Regions from separate parts of the Mus musculus genome. Here region 1 is linked to region 2. A link is a contact called in public promoter capture Hi-C data. All regions are on one chromosome and are shown on one strand. The core of a region is the stretch at or near the end of the contact, and the rest is flanking DNA. Distances in the headings are between cores, read along the strand shown.

Region 1 (3,536 bases), core at 15-2,514, 190 kb before region 2:
TTATCCTTTCCTGACCAGTGTTCCTCCAGCGCCCTCTGCTGATAATGTACAGTTTAGCACTCATCCTTGATGACAAATGCGGTCTACCCCAGTAACACAAGGGGTACCCTCCCACCCTCATTCCAGTCAGGGTTCCTAGTAGCAAATAGTGAGCGTCCTTTACTGTGCCCTCAAGTGGCAAGAAGCTGGCTGGCCTTAAATGACCAAACCGTACAAACTTTTCCTGTTTCCCAGACCCTGCTGCCAATGGCCCAGCCCACTGGAGGTGCGGCTTCCCCAGTGCTTAGTCAGGACTGAGGGCATCCTGCCAAGAACAGTACAGTTTTGTCTGTTGTGAGTCAGCCTGATGAAAAAGCTTGCCCTCCCAAGGCTGTCTATCAGTGTTGTGATGCTTATGCCGCAGCTAGATGCTGTAGGTGTTCAGATAGACCTCAAGATGGAACATGCCTGCGATCATGATGCCCAGGAGCTGTGGACAGGAGCATGTCCTGACCCCCTGTGACACTGGCGAGACTGGGACATAACAGACCTGGTTGTCTGAGCCGGTACCCTCATCTCAGACTGTAAGACCATCTCCACTCCCTCAGGGCCTCTTCCAGACCAGGTCTTTGGTGTTGACCACATACATCACCTGGTGAGGAAAGGCTCTTCCTCCCACTCTCGGTCTGGTCTCTGTAGAGTTCCCGAGGCCTGGTGTGACATCACAACCTTTTGATCCTGGAGCATGGGAAGCAAGTAGATTCTATGACCTGCAGGCCACCTAGGGCTACTTTAAAAAAAAAAAAAAAAAAAAAACCTTCGTTATGGAATTACGTGATTTGCTTAAAATTTGGTCTCTGTTGAAAATTTTTCCACTAATTTAAAAATCTATAAATTACCCTACCTACCTTTCTAGGGCTCACACAGAATCCACCTGCCCCATTGCGTATGAAGTCAAAACTGGCTTCCCAGTACAGTGCTTCCTTGGAAGAAGGGAGAGAATTAACTTTTTCCACCGCTGTGCCTTTGAGCCTCTTTTCGGGTCTGTACAGCGTTCGGTCGACTCATGAGTCTTAGACACCCACTGAAGCGTTCATTCCTCGGGGCTTGATCCCTCAGTTCTTCTGTGGGAGAGGAAAAACTGAGGGATTCTCTTGCCATTGGCTATATGGAACTCGGAATGCTTGGTGTAAGAGGCTGTGTGTGTGTACATGTGCACACACGCTAATGAGGCTTTTCTGTCCTCTTGCTCACTAGATGGTGTAACTCTGGGCTGCATATTGGCAGATGCTAGACCATGGCAAGTGAGAAAGCAGAGTGCATCTGTCTGCCAGGTCACTGACTCACAGGCTAGGGCTTGGCAGGGAAAGGGCGTGGCGTGGAGAACCTGCTGATTGCCCTAATAACCACAGTGTGACTGCTTGTGAACAACCAGAGCCAAATAAAATGCTTCATGGACTTGGTGGTTGGTCTGGTATATTTCTCAGCCATTTGCCCTTTCCATTTTTTTCTTCACAGAGAAGACTGTGGACTAGCAAAGAAAGTAATTTCAGTTTCAAATTGTGTATTTTCCATAATTCAGAGGCAGATGGTCTGGTGGGCAAACCAGAACAAAGTAATATATCTACTTGATACGAAGGCTCAGGACTGTTATTTAGCATTTATAGCAATGAGACATCAAAATTAGCCAATGTGAAAGGTGTTTGGGGTTAGAGCACAGCAGAGATCCTTAAGGAAGACAAGAGGAGGAGTGACAGACATGTGAGTATAGGAGCCAGGTAGTGTGCTCCCAGCTCCACACTGAGGGCCGTGAGCCCTTGCCTGTGCTACTTCTGCCTCATCTGTTAGGATCTTAGTATTAGGAGGGGCTTCTGCTCCCAGCTGCTGGTATCCAGGTCTCAGTGCATGCCTGGATTTGTATTTCTGTATTTTTCAATCTTTAGCATGCATTTAGCATAGTAAGGGGCAGCTTGTAGATCGTGCTGCCTGCCTGTTGTCTGGGTCGAGACGCTCACATCACTTGTGTTCTTCTGGACTCATGCGGTGCAGTGAGAACCAGTGTTCCCCTCAGTTAGAAATTGGGAAACGACCTGCAGAGGTCATAGAAGCCAAGTTATTGTTTTCTTGAGTCTGGCCTCACTGCCACGCTACAGGTGACTAGTCCATTTCTCAGAAGGAGGAACAAGGTCTAGAAGGCCACCGCGCATAGCTAAGAGGGTCACGCATCTCAGCACAGGCTTTCTTAATTATGGCTGCCCTAAAAATGAAACAAAAAGATACCACTAAGTCAGGAGTGCGGTTTGCAGTCACCACTGTTACTCAATGAGGTTGTGCTGCGTGTTGGGCTGCTGAGAACACTCTGTTGAACCCTCTACCTGCTGTGTTAGGATTGGGACTTGGTGACCAGAAATACTGTAGCTAAGTTACTCTAGATTCCACGACTTGCTCAGATATTTGATGGGGAGGTTGTTTTGGGATCTGTTACGGTGTTCACTGAACTTGTTCCTGGTAGGAATGATGGCAAACTGCTCTGGAGAGTTTCACTGGCACCTGCAAGGAATTTACTGCTGTTTAAAATACCACCATGAATCAAGACCACACCTGCTTCTGGATTCTGAAGGCCCATACTTGTAAAAAGTGGTCTTGTTGAAAAAACCTAGAATTAAAAGCCAAGAATAAGCCCACACTGCGACGTGGACACAAGTGCATTGTCTCAGTCAGGTGACAGGCCCTGGAGTCAGGCCTCAGACACTGCACAGTGCCTGTCTTTAGGACCCATTGTCTATAAAAGAAGGCAGTCGCTATTGAAAGACTCCAGGATTGCTGGTAGATTCTAAAACAATTCAGAAGGCAGAAACCTGTTCCTCCTCTAGTAGGGTTGGATATGTGCTTCCATATACACTGGCAGGACCGAGGGTTTCTGGCCCCCAAGAAGAGCAAAAGTAAGGCTCTGGATGCCAGAACTCCTTCGTCAGGATTGCAGACTACAGGGGACAAAGCTGTTCCAAAAGGTTCTGCAAGGGATAACCTTAGAACCCCACTCTGATCTGGACAGAGTGAAAACTAGTAAAATGAACTAGGAGAAAGAATTGAGATCAAACATCTGGAAATGAAAATTATCAGTAAAATTAAAAATTCAGTGGCCAGGGCTGGAGAGATGACTCAGCAGTTAAGAGCACTGACTGCTCTTCCAGAGGTTCTGAGTTCAATTCCCAGCAACCACATGGTGGCTCACAACCATCTGTAATGAGATCTGATGCCTTCTCTTGGTGTGTCTAGAGACAGCTACAGTGTATATTTTTAAAAAAACAAAAAAAAAAGCTGGACATAATGGCGCACGCCTTTAATCCCAGCACTCAGGAGGCGGATTTCTGAGTTCCAGGACAACCAGGGCTATATAGAGAAACCCTGTCTCGAAAAACCAAAAAAAAAAAAAAAAAAAAAAAAAGTATCACTGTGAGAAAACACTCACTAAACAAGTTTGAGGGCTTGAATTCATGCCCCAGAGCCTGTGTACAGATCCTGGGTGGCATGTGTACAATCCCAGAGCTGGAAAA
Region 2 (3,415 bases), core at 872-3,371:
GAGACAGTGTGTGATCCAATTTTGTCTTTTCCAAGGTCCATCTAAGTTCAGGCATAGTTGCCTTCTGTGCCTCGGTTTCCCTGGCTATGGTAGAGTTGTGAGAAGCAAGCATGCAACTTTGCACACGCAGAGCAGACGGATGGGATCTGATGCTCATCTCTCAAGGCCTTTCATGGCTGATGCTGGGACCCTTCCTGGAAGGGAGTGAGCAGGCTGGAACCTGGAAGATGGCCAAGGTTTCTCTTCCTTGGGTGACACCCTCGATGGGCCTGCCTGCTTAGCTTGGAAGTACTTACAGGTCGCTAGAGAATGTTTGATGTAGGTGTGTGAGGCAGGACCAGCAGGAGACTGAGGAGGCGTGGCTTCCAAGAGAGAGATGAAGCCCCATCTGGGCCCTTGGAGCTAAGCGCCACGCCAGCTACAAGCTCTGCTGGGCACTGAGCTCAGCCTGTAGGTGTGATGATGCCACAGGTCTGCCTTGCTCCATGCAGGACCTTGTCTCTGACCATCCTGGCATCTCTTTGGCTCTCAGAGCCCTCTCAGGAGTTTACAGCAAACCAGAGAGACGGGGGTGGGTGGGGGCAGTAGAGAGACTGTTCAGCCAATAGTTAAGAGCTCTGGTAGGTTCCGGTTTTCCAGAGGACCCTGGCTCAATTCCCAGCACTTGTATGGCGGCTCACAACCATCTGTAACTTCAGTCCTATACCCTCTTCTGGCTTCTAAGCACCCTGCCCACACACAGTAAACAGAAATACATGCAAGCAAGACCTCCTCCACACATGTAAAACGAAAATAAAGCAAATCCTTGGATGGGGATTGGGATCTTTTGTGCAGGGATAAGAACATTGGAACTCCTGGTTCCACAGGTAGATCAGGGGTGCACGGCTTCTACACCTCATGACTTCCGACATCTCACCTGGAATGTGTGCAGGTTCAAGCTCCCGCTGGATCTATATCCTTGGCCTCGTATCCCTGTCACCTTCCAAAAGGCCGCTTGCCACAAGATCCTGCCTCAGGTATGCAGCTAAGGAGTCCAACCAAGATCTGCAAGCGTGATCTGTGCCCAGGATGGTATGTGTGCTGTGCCAGAGGCAGAAGGCAAGCTGAGCGTCCTTTTCAGCCTTTGCTCCATCCATTGCTTCTGCCTGAAGCATCTTTTCTGACTGCCCTTAGGCTCCCTGCCCATACATCCTGTATCTCCAGCCCCACCCAGCATCCAAGGCTGGTGAGTCTTTCTCCTTCCCCTCTCAATGTGCCCAGGAGTGCCCACAAGCCGGGCTCTGTCCCCAGATCTGGGGTCAGATGGTGCGTCCTGTTGTGTTTGGGGGGGAAGCCTCAGTATGAATAGTGACAGGCAGAAGGCCTCTGTAGAGGGAAGTATCTCCACTGAGATGTGACAACGACGACGACGACAAGGAGCCAGATGCCTGGGTGCCTGGCCCCTGTCAAGGCCACTTACAAAGAGAGACTGGCACGGAAGTCAAATGGACCACAGGAGACCCAGTCAGGAGGCCTATTGCACACTGTAGCAGCCAGGAGCCGTGGGGTCTGGGCAGGCGAGCAGCCTTGGCTGGACCGGTTTCAGCAGTAACCCTGCTGCTCTGGGCATGTCCCTGTTTTCCCTTCCTGTGATAAATGTGCTTGTGTGAGCCAGCATCCAGTCAGGCTCTGACAGCTTAAGGGAAGGGGAACGCTGGATGCCAGCACACACTTCTCAAGGCGGGTGAGGTCTGCCCTGAGAATGCATTCAGAGCTCAGGAGGACTCCAGGGACAGCTGTAACCCCCTGGCATCCCCTCCACCAGGTGTTTGAATCCTCCCCACCTGGCCCCTCCATCTGTGTGCCAAAACCTCATCTCTAAGAGAACGTTGAGACCCTGAGACAATGGGGAGGAGAGGAACCGTAAGGAAAGTATTTGATGATGAGTCGAGCTATTGATGGTTGCGCTCACCCCCCCCCCTATTTTCCACGGCCTTTAAATGCCTGCAAGCGGATTAATAAGGTCTCGGTAATAGCTGGCAGTCTATATTTATTCTATCTGCGATGCCAGTTGGTCAGGCCCTGTGAATATTGATGATGGCCGGGATTGAGGGCAGCGGCGCCTGGCTTTATCTTGCCCGCGCAGGCTGCCAGAGCCCTTATCAGCCCGGCCGGCTGCTGCAGCTGCGTCTCCCGCAGGCCCGCCCCACCCCGCCTCCGCCGCTCGCTTTATAATCAGAAGAGAAGTTGCTGCCTTGATATTTCCATTTTTATCTCTCCTATTTACTTCATTTAATGTCTTTCAGGGAATATTTTCTCTGCAAGAAGGCAAGTCTGTGGGTCGCCTACATCTTACTCCCCCCTCCCCCGCTCCTTGCCCACGTTGGAGAAAAGCGGGAGAGGTGGAGCCCCACTCTAGCCCTTTGGTCCCTCTCTCTGTTCGTGTTTGTCTGCAGTGGGGGCTATGATTTCCTCCCTGGTTCCACGCTCGTGGCTTCTTCTCCCTGCCCTTCTCTCTCCTCACCCAGGACTTTGGTTCCCACCCCATCTGTCCCCTCCAAGTGACCCATGGGTCAGCTCAGCATCCTCTTGGTGGTTAAGGAGACTGACCCACAAGCCCCTGAGACTACCCCCCATGCTGGCTGACCATGCAGGCTCAGAGGCTGCCCTGAGGGGCTGTGCTGCCTGCCTGTGGTCGGTCCAGAGCTCCTGGCCTGTGTCTCCACACAGCCCCTGATTTCAGGAGATGTGGTTATCTTCTTCTCACAGACGAGGAAACCAAGGTTCTGGGAGGTTATCAGCTGTGGCCACTTGCTTCTGGCTGGAAACTTGTGACAGAGAGGGCGGGACAGCAGGCAGGCTGGGACAGGTCATGTGCACACCAGAATTTGGAAGGAGTTGGTGCTGAGCTCTGCTAAGCCCTACTTTGCAGAGGGGCAACGCTGCCCTTACTGCCTCCTTTAGGCAGCACGTGGGAAGTGTACCCTGAAGCCCCTCTTGGGTAAGAAGTCTCCTGGCCTGGAAGTCCCACTGCCCTCCCCCACCTCTCCCTGCCACCCTGTGTTTATCTTTTTTCTGACAGTCTGTGCTGCCCCATCCCGGTCAACTCCAGACCCACACCCACACCCACCCACACACCCCCAACGGTTCCCTGGTCCAAGACCATCAACTCCCCTACCACAGGTCAGAGTCTTAAACCTTGCAATGGCAAACATTGACCTTATTTTTACAAAGGTCTTTGTGGGTGACATTAAGTGAAGGATCTTTGTGGCAAGAGCGGTGGAACGGTCCTAGATCCACTGACAGCGTTCTTAGAAAAGAAAGATTCAGACACACGTGGGCATGGGCACTGCCACATGAGGCAGGCATTTCAGGATGGAGCCAGCCTGGCATCCAGGTATTGGTGATGGGAGGTGTGTGTGTGTGTGTGTGTGTG

What was found. Capture Hi-C pulls out chosen DNA fragments and counts their contacts.
Region 1: a promoter capture Hi-C map of liver shows a contact between it and region 2. The contact joins two enhancer-like sites. A contact is called at or near these places in 1 of 115 datasets of contacts at active chromatin or transcription factors (memory CD8 T cells) and 2 of 9 other capture datasets (liver and pancreatic islet).

Annotation. Positions count from the first base shown.
Region 1 is chr8:122,903,314-122,906,849 of GRCm38.p6, reverse strand. The region is part of intron 4 of Ankrd11 (ankyrin repeat domain 11); the gene reads left to right. Gm39273 (a long non-coding RNA gene) reads right to left here. Exons shown (of 4, transcript XR_003947488.1): 2 at 888-3,536; 3 at 1-769. Among named protein-coding and RNA genes, the nearest start is that of Gm39272, 29 kb to the left of the region's middle. Within about 2 kb of position 1,264, at least 216 of the 459 cell types and tissues checked have an H3K27ac peak or open chromatin away from gene starts, as enhancers often do. A contact at or near this core is called in liver, where this site is marked.
Region 2 is chr8:122,719,262-122,722,676 of GRCm38.p6, reverse strand. No RefSeq gene overlaps it. Among named protein-coding and RNA genes, the nearest start is that of Gm10612, 23 kb to the right of the region's middle. Within about 2 kb of position 2,121, at least 101 of the 459 cell types and tissues checked have an H3K27ac peak or open chromatin away from gene starts, as enhancers often do. A contact at or near this core is called in liver, where this site is marked.